Regions from separate parts of the Arabidopsis thaliana genome. Here region 2 is linked to region 1. A link is a contact called in public capture Hi-C data. All regions are on one chromosome and are shown on one strand. Each heading gives the region's core, a stretch centred on a gene start, on an enhancer-like site or on the middle of the called end of the contact. The rest is flanking DNA. Distances are from core to core; before and after follow the strand shown. Region 1 holds the start of AT5G24200 (alpha/beta-Hydrolases superfamily protein). Region 2 holds the start of AT5G25400 (Nucleotide-sugar transporter family protein).

Region 1 (6,787 bases), core at 491-2,990:
TGCTCTCATTTTTATTTAGGGAATTGATACAAATAGTAATAAAAAACTTTATTATTTAATTAATATATAAATGATTAAAAACTTTATATGATATTTTTGGAAGTTTCAAAACAAAGTATCATTTTTGGAATAATAAAGTTTTTTAGTGCCATTTGTGTCAATCCCCCCATATTATTTGGGAGATAGTATTATTTGTGAAGTACCATAAGTATTATGAAGATTTGATACCTCATTAAGGTCTAGGACTCTTGCTATGCCGGCTTTGAGGATATCCCTAGCGAGTCGGACCGCACATTTAAGATCCTCACTCTCCACTAGCTGCTCTAGAGGAATCAAGGAGATAGGTGGATTGAAGATGTAAGCCTCGACAGGGCATCCATACATGGCCATGATCTTCCCCGCGAGTAGTGCAAGGCCAGCTCCTAGAGAGTGTCCAGCGATCCAGATAGCTGTGTTTCCATATGTGGCCACAAAATATTGCATTGCTTGAATGGCCTGCACAAATCTACCCCCGCGGTAGAGGTTCTCGAAGGCGATACGAATGTTAAGCTGAACATCACAAGCCATAGTTTGTGGGCTTAAGATCGTTCCACGTAACGCAATAATGTAACGTGGAGGTACTATCGAGTTGGGAGTATTCTGGTAATTGATGTCGTTCTGGAAAACGGCCCCGTATATGGAGCCATCTAATGCGTCCCTAAGTTGTTGGTATAAAGTGAACCTGTAAAACGCCCACCAAGGTCTAGCTTTTGAGTCAGAACCACACCGGTTTTGTTGCCTATCTCGTTCCATTGTGTACACTCCTTGCACTAAACATGATACCAATGACGCTCGGTGGTACAAATTGTTCCTATTGAAAAACAAACCAATTACAGTATATACACCACAGAATCATCGAGTAGATATGTATATTATTTTGTTTGTGTCATCATTAAGAAATATTACTTGAATTTAATGTTGAAAGACACATGCAAAAGTATGTCGAAGTCAAAAGAAAAAAGAACCAATAAAAAACCATCGGATGAAGTGGTATCAATATATTTGTACAGTCAATTAATTATTTTTGTCTCTCAGATTTTTGTTCTGTTAAAAAAATAATGGTATCTAAATCGAATTTGCGATATTTGAGTAATAATTCGTGATCAATGTAATCATCTACTCTTTGTTTAAAAAAAAAAAAAGGGCAAAAAAGAATCCATAATCAATATTATTTTGGAAGGGAAGATATAAAATGAAACTGCATATTTACCAGTCAAAAGAGGGAATTGGAGGGGGACCAGAAAAGCTAAAAATCTCTCTGCGTGAGGCCATCAGCAGCTCCTCCTAATTCACACTTTCACCGTCTTCTCTTCTTCTTCTTTTTATCACTTACATGTTAGAATGGTATCCATTCATACTACATACGAAAAAGGTGATGTAACTAACAATAAAAGTATATAGTAATTAACTAAAACATAAAATTAAAATAATTAAAGTGTATGATAGATACAATGATATAGCTGTAAATACAAAAATATCAAGTACCCCTGGTTTTGTAACTGGTTTCACTTTGTGAGTGAAGTGAGAGAGCTACTGACGAAACCAACCAAAAACAAACACAGGTTGATGATCAACCTGAAGAGAAAGACATTTGAGCTAGTTTTAAAAATTCATTGTGATTGTTCTAACTCTAAGTCATCTATTTATATGATCAATGAGAGGAATTGTTGTTTTCTCTAGAAATAAAAATTGTCAAGATATACAAAAAATAAAGGAGGAAGATAAATATTAAATATGTCTTGTGTATCTCCACGGGGAATTTAGCCACAAATTTCCACAACAATTTCCTCTTTTCTTTTTAACAAAACGAATAGGAATACAAAACAAATAGGAAATTGTCGGTAAATTTCCCATGAAGATATTTGAGTTGAAATAAAGCTAAGGTGATTGAGAAAGCATATGGAAACTGTTAAATACTTTGGGAAAGTACCTGGAAAGATCATTTAATGTGTTGTTATTTAAATCTATGATAATTTTCTAAAACATATTTCAATAATAATTACTACTAAAATCTTTGAAAAAAATATCATTTGGAAAGACTTTCTAGGCGTCTTCGTATTGAAACCAAATGTATCATTTGGGAAGACTCAAAAAGTCTTCCAATGTAAATTTCATATATAACTAGAGTCTTCCTAAACACTGATTTAAAATCAGTCTTCAAATTAAAACTTAAGAATAAGTTTCATACACTTTTTAAATATTTTGTAGGGATAGTTTTGTGGATTTTTTGAATTTTTTACAAATTATAGAGTCTTAAGAAAATTAATATAAAAGTAAATGTGAAGAATTAAAGCAAATACATTATACATTTTTTTTTTGTCTGGGGTAAGCCCTTACATACTTCACCAAGGTAATGTATGTTATAACAACATCTTCATATATGCTTTAATTCGTGCATGCATCATCTTCATATATATGCTTTTAGAAAAACAAAATAAAAACAACCGAGAATTAAACAAATACCAAACACACACTGACACAGTCAGTCACACCACACAAAGAAAACGATTTCTCTGGACGTACGTCTACTTTTATTCCTTTTGCAAATTTTATATAACATTTACTTATATATTTTTTAAATTGTAATGAATTTTGACTAAATCGTCGACTAAAATAACCTAGACAAAAAAAAAACAAGTTATTTTTCTAAAATTATATTTGTTCCTATTATCCATGGTAAGCAACATGAGTACGGGGGAGAGATCTCCACGTCTCTTTTTTTAAGGGATCACATGGTTTAATTTGTATATAATGGCTGTGCTCGCAGCACAAATGAACGGTGCATATTTTCTTTGACTTTGGCAATCAATCACGCTATATACCTTAACACTCATTCAGCAGATAATTTACTCGCAGTTCACATTTGAAAAAAATGAAATACGACTATATAGTTGTACATTTTTTGGGTATACCATACAATTTTTTTAAGAAAACGGATGAACCATGTCCATATGACCATATCCAATCTTCGATTTGAAAAAATATACGAGTTTAGGTATAGAATCAAACCAAATATTTTTTTTAAAACGGATGAACCATGTCCATATGACCATATCCAATCTTCGATTTGAAAAGATATACGAGTTTAGGTATAGAATCAAACCAAATATATTTTTTTTAACTCAAATTCATATTCAATTAGACTTAGTATATAAAATTAATAAAAATATAATATATAACACAAAATACTATATTTTTATCTAAAATTGAATGAAAACTTAAATTCGACCCGATATAAATGTTGGGTATAGACTGGATATGTTATTTTAAATATGAAACCGATTGTCCGAGCCAATAAATTTTTAAATTGTTTACGTAACAAAATATTTAATGATAATGAAAGCGTTTTGGTATATTTCAAATCTATTTAAAATAAAGATTATATTTAATTTGTTTACACCAAAACTAAAGGAGTTCAATTTAAAAAAAAAAACATTGTAAAATAGAATTTAGGAAAAACATTCTTAATCAGAAATATTTATTTGTTTAAATTTAAGTATGATGGTTTGTTTTATTTTAAACTATATAATACGAAATGCAATTGACAACAAAATGATTGAAAAAGCTACAAAACATAACACCATTAAAGGTCGGATATCTCACCAAAACCGGCCATAATAAAATTGAAATCCAACCACAATCCATTTTTGTTCAATTAATGATTCCAAAACATGGAAAAGACAGAAAAACAAGATATGAACGGAAACGAACCATAGTGCCATGGAAAAGGGTAGATAGAGTGTTCCAAACTAACGATCAGCAGAACATAAATAAGAGGCATACATCAATTTAACCAAACAAAAAACCTTATTATATGGCCCTCTAATTTATCATTTGATGCACTCTTCAAGATTTGTCTCCAGGATCGGGCCTAATCAAACAGTTTTTCCAATTTTTCCTTAGGACGGAGTCTTGCTCCCACCATTGGTGAAGCCCATGAGCTGCCATAGACGAAGCCGATTTGTTCTTGTTTACAGTCATATCTGCTGATGGAAGAAGGTGAAGAGGTTCCATTGACAAATCAGACAGTGGTGATGATGATGATGATGATGTTCCTATTCTTCGGGTCCATGGATTTCTAAATGAGCTTCTAGAACCGATTCTCTCGATGTGGCTTGCTCCGATCTTAGACATGAAGATTTTGTGTTTGAAGTAATCAATGTATCCTGCACATATTGGATCTGCTGGATTCACATATAAATAAGGTATCCACAATGCTGTTTTGGAATCTTCTTGAACCTGTAATAGTTAAAGACAACCGTATTGATTTACAAAAAAAAAAAAAGTATCAATATAGGTTCTCGTAAGAAAATAAACTATAAACTAGTACTGGAAATATTTTCAACAATGTTGTTTTTTTTTTGTAATAATTTTCTAATTTGACCAACATGGAAAACTTGATATCGTGGCCTCGACTAACAAGATGAGTTCTTAATGACTAAACCACCATAGCTAATTGAATTCGTTATCCAAAAATGATCAAACATTTGAAATTCGTTAAAAAGATTATATATTTACCCGTTGATCAGTTAAGGCCATAGTAACAGTAGCTGCAGTAGCTTTGACGAGGCTCTCGGTGATTCGAAACACACCTTTAAGTAGAACGCCGCCAGGTAGCTGCTCTAGAGGAATAGATATGATGGGTGGGTTGAATATGTAACTCTCGAGAAGGAATCCAGAAATTTTCATGGTCTTCCCGGCCAGCAACACTAGGGCGGCTCCCAAAGAGTGTCCAGCAAGCCAGATAGCTGATTCGCTGTGTTTGTCAATCATAGCGCGGATAGCTTGTATGGCGTGGATAGTCCTGGGGCCTTGATGGAGGTTATCTAAGATGCATCGGATGTCAAGTTTCACATCAGGCATCCAAGTTTCTCCCTTTAGAACCGTGCCGCGGAAGGCAATAACATAATGTGGAGGTGGTTTCAAATTAGGGTTTTTTTGGTAAAGATTGTAGTGGTCGTATTCGAAAATGGCGCCATATATGGAGCGGTCGTCGTCGATCAAGGTTTCGAGTAAAGTGAAGTGGAAAAATTCCCACCAAGCCGTGGCTAGTGAATCGGGACGACGTACCCTTTTCTTAAGCCTGTCCCCTTCCAATAAGTACACTCCATTTACCAAACATGATGCCACTGAAGTTCGATGGTACGAATTGTTCCTATTTAACAAAACCAATATATCTTTTAGTAGCTAGCTAGTAGGTATTGGTATTTTTTTTATTACCACACATTGGTGGTGAGTGGTGATCATCAAATAATAATAAGAACGAAATGATAAGAGAAAAAGTGGAAATGAACACAATGTAGTTGAAAACAATTCATTTAATGAATTTAGTCTCTTCTGAAATATTTATTATTGATGTTTATTTTAAATAAAATTTTAGTAGTAATTTTAATACTTTTTTCAAATTTAATGTTAAATTATATTCAAAGAAAAAAGGTTAATATAAAATTCACCTGAAAACATATCTTTTTTTTTTAAGTATCAATACTAGTTTAAATAAAGTCATAACATTCATTTCATGTGACAATTAATTTGAAAGTTATTTTTTGTATGAATATATAATAAAAATGAAAGTATATAGTACATAAAGAAATGTAACTATTATCATAAAAAAATATTAAAATTAACAACTATAAACGATCTTAATTTTAAATTTCATCATTCTTGAATTTTGTTTTCATAAACAATAAAGAGGAATCGTGTAAAACTCATATCTCGGCCGGAAACTTGAAAAACAATTACATGTAAACTGGGGAATAAAGAAGAACATGACATTCTCAGTCGTTATTTTCCTCATAAGTGGTTATCAACTAAAACCTAAGAAATCATGCACAGCACATGAATTCATGTAGTTTTAATAAAAATAAACTAATCATCGTCTATCATAAAAGATTTTTAGGTTTGTTTGTTAAAGAATTTTAATATTCCCTCCAATGATCTTATTCCAATTCTTTTGTCGGATATATTTTTTTAAACTTTAAAACTGATATTTTTAAAATTTGAACTTGGTCTTAAGTTCTTAACTAAGAAAGCAAATTCTTGAACATTTTTATAGTATGAAAAATAATTTCAAAAGGAAGTATACTAAAATATATATATACCAATCAATAGATGTAAGATGGAAAGGGCCAGAGACGCTGAAAGCATTTCTATCTGAGGCCATCGATTCTTCTTCTTCTTCTTTTTCCTACGAGGGAAGAATTTGACAAGTGAAAACAATAAAATCAATTTCAATGGATGCACTCTTTTTGGCCACTGCCAACACTTTCATAATTAAACTGAATTTCGATCAAGATCTCTAATTACCAAAAGTTAAAACTACACAAAGAATAAGATTATACTTATGTGCTTTAAAAGACAGATTATACAAAAACATTGTAGGAACTTTTTCTTGGCTTTTTCATGGCACTCTTTACAATAAATACAAGGATTTCTTTTTATTAAAAAACATAAAGAAAAAAGAAAGATTTTGAAAATTACCCTTGTCCGTGGTCTTAATAAGTCAATCAGAATCGAACACAATCGAATCTGGTTAAGGAAGAGATCCCAGTAAGTAAATTATAGAGTTCTTCTGTTCTTTTTTCTTTCTTTCAAGAATTCCTTTTAAAGAACGATTTATAGATGCTAAAAGCTGAAGACTTTTTCTAAGATATGAAGACTTTTTTGATCCGGATCGGAGGTGTTGAGACCTCCCTAGGAACAACTTATCCCTTTTACATCAACGTGAGCACTAACAAGAGCCAGAATG
Region 2 (7,350 bases), core at 2,356-4,855, 620 kb before region 1:
AAGTAGTGCTATTTTTGGAAGTTTATGGAATATGTGCTATTATTGTCAGTAAAACTTGCTTTAATGCTATTTTTAGGATTTTCTCTTAATTTAAAATATCTTCCACTAGGGTTATTAGTGATTCAAATATAATTAAAATTTTACATTTATTAGGTAGGTTTTTGTATTTTGATTTTACGAATAGAAATATTTTATTATTACGATAAATACAATTTTTATCTAATTCAATCAATGGTAAGTCATTTATATTGCTATTTTGAATTTCAATATTAATTGTAATTGGTTAATATCCATGCTAAAAAATATTTTAAAATAAATATTTTCATACATGTCAAAATCTAATTGACCAATAACTCATGTAAAATTAAGATATGTAATTTTTGATTATTTTTTGTTAGTTTTTTATAATTAAGGAAATTAAAGTAAAAAAAACATTATGACAAATATGAGCAAAACATAAGTAAATTAAAAAAAAAGGCAAAATTAAAAGATTACCGAAATGAACTTGAAACAAAAACACCTACCATCGCTATACCTCTTGTGTGTGAACCCATGCATAAACCATTTGAGACAAATTTTTCTATTAAATTCTTGTGAAGTAACGTTGTCACACAAAACTACCGAAAAAGTTAATAACAATTGCAATTAATAGAATTAAGAAATGAGCAAGTTAAATAACACAAGAATTTAAAAGAATTTGTGAAATGTCTAATTGAATAACACTAGAATTTAAGATTCTATTAAAGTATATCAAATTCATGCGTCCAATACCCCCACCTAAATATCAAAGGGGTAATCCATTAGCCTAATATTAATTTTTTTGTATATGTCTTTGTAGATGGACGGACCAAATGTTACGGATCATATCTCACCAGGACAGTTCTACCTGATCTTGCTAGGCATCTTTGCCCTACTTGTGGTTGGTTGCTTCCTCTTCATGCTCTTTTGGTACGTGAAGAGGAAGCTAGCAGCAAAAACAAATCATCATGATTTCACCGGAGCTCGAGCTGGCCGGTGAATGACGTGAAGAGATCAAGAGATGGATTGTGAAAATTTATTGTTAGAGCACTAAGACTTATTAGACGGTTAGTTATACTTTACTTGTGTTCTAAAGTATAATTAATTTAGTGTTAGAGTACTAAGACTTATTAGACTGTTAGTTACCCTTCAAAGTTCAAAACAAAACAAACCACTACTTCATAAAAAAAAACTCAACGAAACAATTTCCAATCGAAGTTTGTGCTCTGCTTCTTGACTCCTCTGAAAGACATATGTGACGCAACCAAGGTATGTTTATTGAATCAAACGCTTCTTAGAACAAAGATTAAGAATAAGATCTAGATAAAAATTTTAGATGGAGAGCGGACCAAATATGACGGATCTGATCCCACCAAGACAGTTCTACCTGATCTTGTTGGGCATCTTTGCCCTACTAGTGGATGGTGGCTGCCTCTTCTGGTGAGTGAAGAGGAAGCAGCAAAAGCAAATCATCAAGGTTTCACCGGAGCTCGAGCTGGCCTGAAGATTGCAATCTTCTGATTCGTTTGATTATCCCTCATGTTTGATTTTATGATGACATATTTTCTGTTTCTTTAAATTCGTAACATCTTGTGTGAACTTCTTTAAGATTATGTTTTTATTTTGGGATTATGTTTTTATCAACCTAGATATGTTTCAAAAAGAGAAATCTTTTTTTTTTGTGTGTCTTGATTTTTTTTTTTTTTAATTTGGTGTTCTTGAAAAATGAACCATACATTAACAACACTAACACAAACCTTCACGCTATACGTAATTGTGTAGTTTATCTTTGTTATGTTTATAGGCTGACGAGTTTGGGCCACAAACATATTATTATTTCGTACTAATAATAGTGAAGGGGAATTAGTTAGTTAACTGTCAAATTATTTCCTTAAACTAAAAACTTCAAAGACAAATAATGGAAAAATCGATAAAGATCAACCTGTATACTTTTTAAAATTTTCAATGAATATCCAAAATGTTCCAACTGCAAAATTTACTAAAAGTATTATTGCGAGGCAAATAGTAATCAACTTCATAGCAAAAATTATGCACTATCGTTTTTGTTTTTTTTCAATCTGCACTATTTATGATTCACGCAATATATATAGTCCATTGGCAGCCAAAACTAAAAAGAAGGAACTTGAAAAGAAAAAAAAAAGAACAGAAGATAAAGACAATTTTCACTATCTAGGATACTCTCATATGGGTATCGATAGATCAGAACCTAACACAGGATTCACCGCTAAGGCAAATAGTAACATAGGAAGAACTAAACAAGACCACTTAGACCAAATGCCATTCCCTTATGTCTCTCATTATCAAAACCAAAAATTTCTGGCATCTACTATAACCTTCAAGCTCTTATTCCAGCAAATGTATGTTAAACAAAAAAATTTGAAGTTTTACCAAAATCCAATTCTTCACCTTTTAATCCTCTGGCTCATTCTTCCTCCCACCTTCATTTCCTTCCCTCTCTTCCAAAAGCCGACCAGTCTCTTCATCAACTTGCTGAGCAGTCTTCTGAGCTTCTTTAGCCTTCAATGCTTGTAGCTTCGCGTGATTATAATACGCAACTCCCAAGAAAGCAATCCCATAACCAAAAAGATTAATAGGAGTCACTGTGTCCTTAATGACCGACCACGAAAAGGCGATCAAGAGCCAGTCCTTAACCACACCAGCAACATTCATGGTCAAAGCAGAGGTTTTCCCAACCAAAAGAAACACAGCAAGATTCAGAGCAAATGCACAGAACGAATTCGTCCCGAAAATGAGGTAATCGAAATGGAAGCTAGAGGTATCTCTCAAGATCGGAAACTCCACGACAATCCAAGGGATAAACAAGAAAGCTAAGCAGCAAGGAGCAACGTAATAAAGAGAAGTGATAGGATTCAAAGTGATTCCTTTAGAAGTAAGCAAGATCTGAATCATTACCAAACGAGTCGCCTCGAAAGCAACAGCACCAAGCTGGAGAATCACACCCCAAACATCGAATCTAGCTTCGCCATAAGCAGCAATGGCTACACCAAATGAGATCGAAAGCATGTTCATCATCGTCTCAGATTTGAAACCCTCTTTCTTGAAGAGCACGCCAATTGAATAAACGGCGACTGGCATTAACGCTTTGAGCATCTGAATGAAGGAGACCGAGAGGTAAATGTAGGCTGAGTTAGAGAGCCAAAGAGAGAGTGAATACAAGGCTCCGATCGGGACGACGGATCTGAGATAAGTGTCACGTGACATTGAGACCGGTTCGACAAATTTGAAGACCTTGATGAGAAGAAAAGCTAGGGTTGAGCAAAAGGACATGTGGATCATTGTGAGTGAGATCGGGAATGGCCAATCGTACATCTTCTTGTCGAGGATATATTTGTTGTAGACGATGACGGTGAAGCTTAGGAAGATCCATATTGCTACGTATGTGTAGGAGATGATTATGTTCTTAATCACGCCTTCGCTTAGTGATCCACCTTTACCCATATTCGTGATGTTTTTGCCTCTCTTACGACGGTGGTTCTGCGGCGGAGACGGTGGTGTATTCTCCGAAGTTTGTGAATTTTGGTGAGATCCTGAAAAAACGTTTTCAGAGTTTACTAAAAGAGAGAGACTCACACGTAACGGAAGTGATTCACCAATTTATAATTGTTTTCGGTTATAAATAAAATAAAATAAAAAGAATAATAGCGAAATTAATTAAATTTTAAAACGACCAAACCAGTCAAATTCTGAACTAACAAAATGTAATTTAACTCTAAACCAGCCAATATAACTAGTTAAAACTTTATACCTGGTGTTTGTGTCCGTTTTAAGATTTTAAATCATTTTTGAGAAACAATGTTTACATAAATGATATAGTGCGGTTGAATACTAATATTTTTATTCGATATAACATGAATATTTAATTAGTTACATATTTATGTATTTTTAAAACTTATTAGACCTCTCATATAAAATATCTAGAAGACATATATAACAGTATTTATATTTTAAGTATCCAAAAAACAAAAATATTGCCGGTAATCTATATATAATCGTCTCAGTCAAAATAGAATAAAAATAATAAAATAACCCTACCGCATCAAAATATCCAAAATATCAAAATTCGTCAACTTAACCTATTAAATATTTATGTCAAAATAGATGCTCTCCTTATATCTAAACAAGATGTTTAAACATCGACACAAAATATCCAAAATCCAAAGTGTGTCCATGATATGATATCATATATAAACTTGAGATGCTATCTAGACTTGGAAGAGGTTCACTTGATAAAATGTTTCAACTTGAGCTAGTTGATTAATTTTAGCCCGCTTAGATTTATTTACTTGAATCTCTTTTGTTATGTAAGATAATTTACTTAAACTTGTATGTGAAACTAAGTCAAAATCGCCTTTATCACATGCCTAAGTAAAAAATAATCAAATAAAATTGAATATCAAAAATCAGTATTTTAAAATAAAATTCTATAAGAATTGCTCATAAAGTTTATCATGATCGGGACAAGACGGAATAGGACAGGACATGAACTTTACCCAAACCAGGTAAACATGTTAAAATAGTAAAACCTTTCTTAATCTAGGTAGGACTAACATTCGAATCACAAGAATCTGATTCGCAGATGTGTTTAACAAAAGTGGCAAATCTCTTTCACATTTAATGTTCATTATTCTTTATTAAACTAATTAATTATCATCCTACCACTTGTACCTTCATAAGTATCATAATGACTACTATACTAATCTCCTGTAATTATATCATGTCCACAAATTCAATAGAAAATATCAACTACTCTTTAAACAGTAGGCCATATCAGTTTACAAGTCTTAGAATCACAACACATATACTATATTTGAGGAAAAATGTTTACGTATATATACGTACTCATTTCTAGAGCTATCATATATTCATATATATGTTCGAAAATTATATTAATTATTAGCTACACGTAAATTACTTACCCTCGATTATTATTAACCCTCAACTATATTATTATCTTGATCATATAATTCAATGATTCTCCTTTAGACCTGTGCAATGGATCCAGATCCAGGACAGGTCCAGTTAAGCAACTCCTCGATCATCTGCATCGCCATTTGATCATCTTCCTGAACGTCTTCGTTTCGTACCTTCATCTTATTAGTCTCAATATCACCACCGGGACGTGCGTTAACTTTGTCACCTAGTTCAACAAGCTTGACCCAGTTTGGACTCGTTTTTGACCCGGCGCGTTTCTGCCAGACGCCGATGTGTGAGCTGTCGTTGTCGAGGCGGAGACACGTCAGATACGGTGTCTGGTCTTTACAGTTCTTCCTTAGCTTAGCGTTCAATAGTTCCGATAATGATTTGGGAGACCTTAACGCAGAGTTAATCTCCAAGGAATTTGAACCGTTCGATTTGATGACGGGGAAGTTAGTCTTCGCGCTCTGGCCGTTCATTAGAACCGCGGCTTGGTCGTAGGCTCTAGCCGCTGTTTCCGCCGTGTCGAATGTTCCTAGCCACACTCTTCTCTTCCTGATAGCTCACATAAGTTACGTAAGCAAAAAACACACATTTTATTCAAACTTCAAAGTACTAAAACAAACACACAACAAATTTGTTATAAATTGTTACTGATAATAAATTGGGTCGTTTTCTTTTTGAGGAAAGTTTATAGTGAGTAGTGTTCGTTCCTTCCCAATTCTTTGCTATATGATTTTCTATAATCCAACTAAGACATAGAAAATACATCAGTATCAATTATATGACAAAGCATTTAAATTTATGTACACTCAAAATTTCAAAATACAACACAAAAAGTACAAATACTCAACATATGTATATGTTAATAAACGTGGGTTTTTTAATTGGAAAAAAATAAGGAAAACGACTTAAACAAAAATGCATGATATTATAAGAGCTTTGCATGAATCTTCGAAAATATAATCAATGATCAGAAAACTGCCCTACACGTACACCAAAAATGTAAACTTAACTCATAGCATGGACTTGCATAAACAGATTTATACTGTTGTCTCTATTAATAGATAGAGAGGGAGAGAGAACTGACAAGAGAGGATGACGAATCTCAGAAACCCAAGAACCCCACTGACGCTGGCGGACACCTCGGAACTTCTTCGAATGTACCATTCTTCTGTTTTAAATTAGGGTTCTTAATTTCTCTGTGTGTTTCTGACACGAACTAAGAATAGGAGAGAAAGTGAGAGTGGGAGAGAGATTCCTCGTCTCTGATCTTTCTATCTCCAACTACTCACTTAACTCTCTGCTTTTCCCACGTCCTCTCTACTGATATTTATTGTATGTCCCCTATCTCTTCCGTGTCATGGGGTTATTGGATTATATATAGCGTTAGGAAAACTACATGACAAGATAGTCCAAGTACAAATACTAGTTTTGCTACATATAACTAATCCTTTTCCATTTGATCATACTTGTCATTCTACAATGTTAATAATTACCCTACAACGTACAAATACTTGATGTCAGTTCATACCATGCATACAATGGTACCAAGTGATCATATTTCTTATTGCCTATCAATTCGTCTCTTTTCTTCATTAATTATGTGAATATTTGATAAGAAGAAATGTTATTGTTTAAAAATAGATCACGTTTTACTGTTTTAAGTGTTTATCGCTAATGCAAACTATCGAATGGACACTGACCCACAACCAATTACGAAGCCTAGTGGATTTTGGTAACCAAATGCATAAAATCGTACTAAGGTAACTATAATGATGTCCCATGTGTATTCAATTATTCATATACAGTTAAACCTCTATAAATTAATACTCGATAAATTAATAACCTCTATAAATTAATAAATTCTTCCAGTCCCGAGTTGGGATCAGTGTAAAAAGTGACACAAATCGATAAATTAATAAGATAATAACTTTTTAAAAAATCTTATGTAAATATATGGTCCCATCAATATCATAAATTAATAATTTTATAAATATATCAACTATATATACATTATATGTAAGAAATTATTTTGAAATATAATTCTAATATTTTTTTGCTTAAAATTTGTATTTATTCTTATTTAAATTTAGTTATAGTATTTTACTTTATCAAAAACTTTTGGTGTTGTTTTCTAAACATGATATTATTATTTACTTGTAATTGATTTTTGAAAGATATTTTCTATAATGAAAAAAATTTTATAGAAATTTTTGAAAAGTTACTAAATTACGAAAATCTCTCTATAAATTAATAAATATTAATTTATCGATAAATTAAAATCTTTCTAAATTAATAAAATTTTGCAGTCCCAACATTATTAATTTATAGAGGTTTTACTGTAGATGTCTTTCTATTTATAAACCTGTATTA

Evidence for each region. Capture Hi-C pulls out chosen DNA fragments and counts their contacts.
Region 2: a capture Hi-C map of root shows a contact between it and region 1, with 3 times the contacts expected there. The contact joins the promoter of AT5G25400 here to the promoter of AT5G24200 in region 1. A contact is called at or near these places in 3 of 26 Hi-C or Micro-C datasets (callus, root and seedling) and 3 of 3 other capture datasets (root, seedling and shoot).

Annotation. Positions count from the first base shown.
Region 1 is chr5:8,197,872-8,204,658 of TAIR10.1, reverse strand. AT5G24200 (alpha/beta-Hydrolases superfamily protein) reads right to left here and starts at 1,740. Exons shown (of 4, transcript NM_001343849.1): 1 at 1,525-1,740; 2 at 1,250-1,396; 3 at 229-850. The coding sequence starts at 1,311. AT5G24190 (Lipase class 3-related protein) reads right to left here and starts at 4,902. Exons shown (of 2, transcript NM_122325.2): 1 at 4,558-4,902; 2 at 3,608-4,278. The coding sequence starts at 4,902. The coding sequence ends at 3,886.
Region 2 is chr5:8,819,431-8,826,780 of TAIR10.1, reverse strand. It overlaps AT5G25400 (Nucleotide-sugar transporter family protein), which reads right to left and starts at 3,605. Exons shown (of 1, transcript NM_122449.2): 1 at 2,142-3,605. The coding sequence starts at 3,498. The coding sequence ends at 2,449. It overlaps SHN3 (Integrase-type DNA-binding superfamily protein), which reads right to left and starts at 6,323. Exons shown (of 2, transcript NM_122448.4): 1 at 6,065-6,323; 2 at 4,719-5,529. The coding sequence starts at 6,144. The coding sequence ends at 5,040.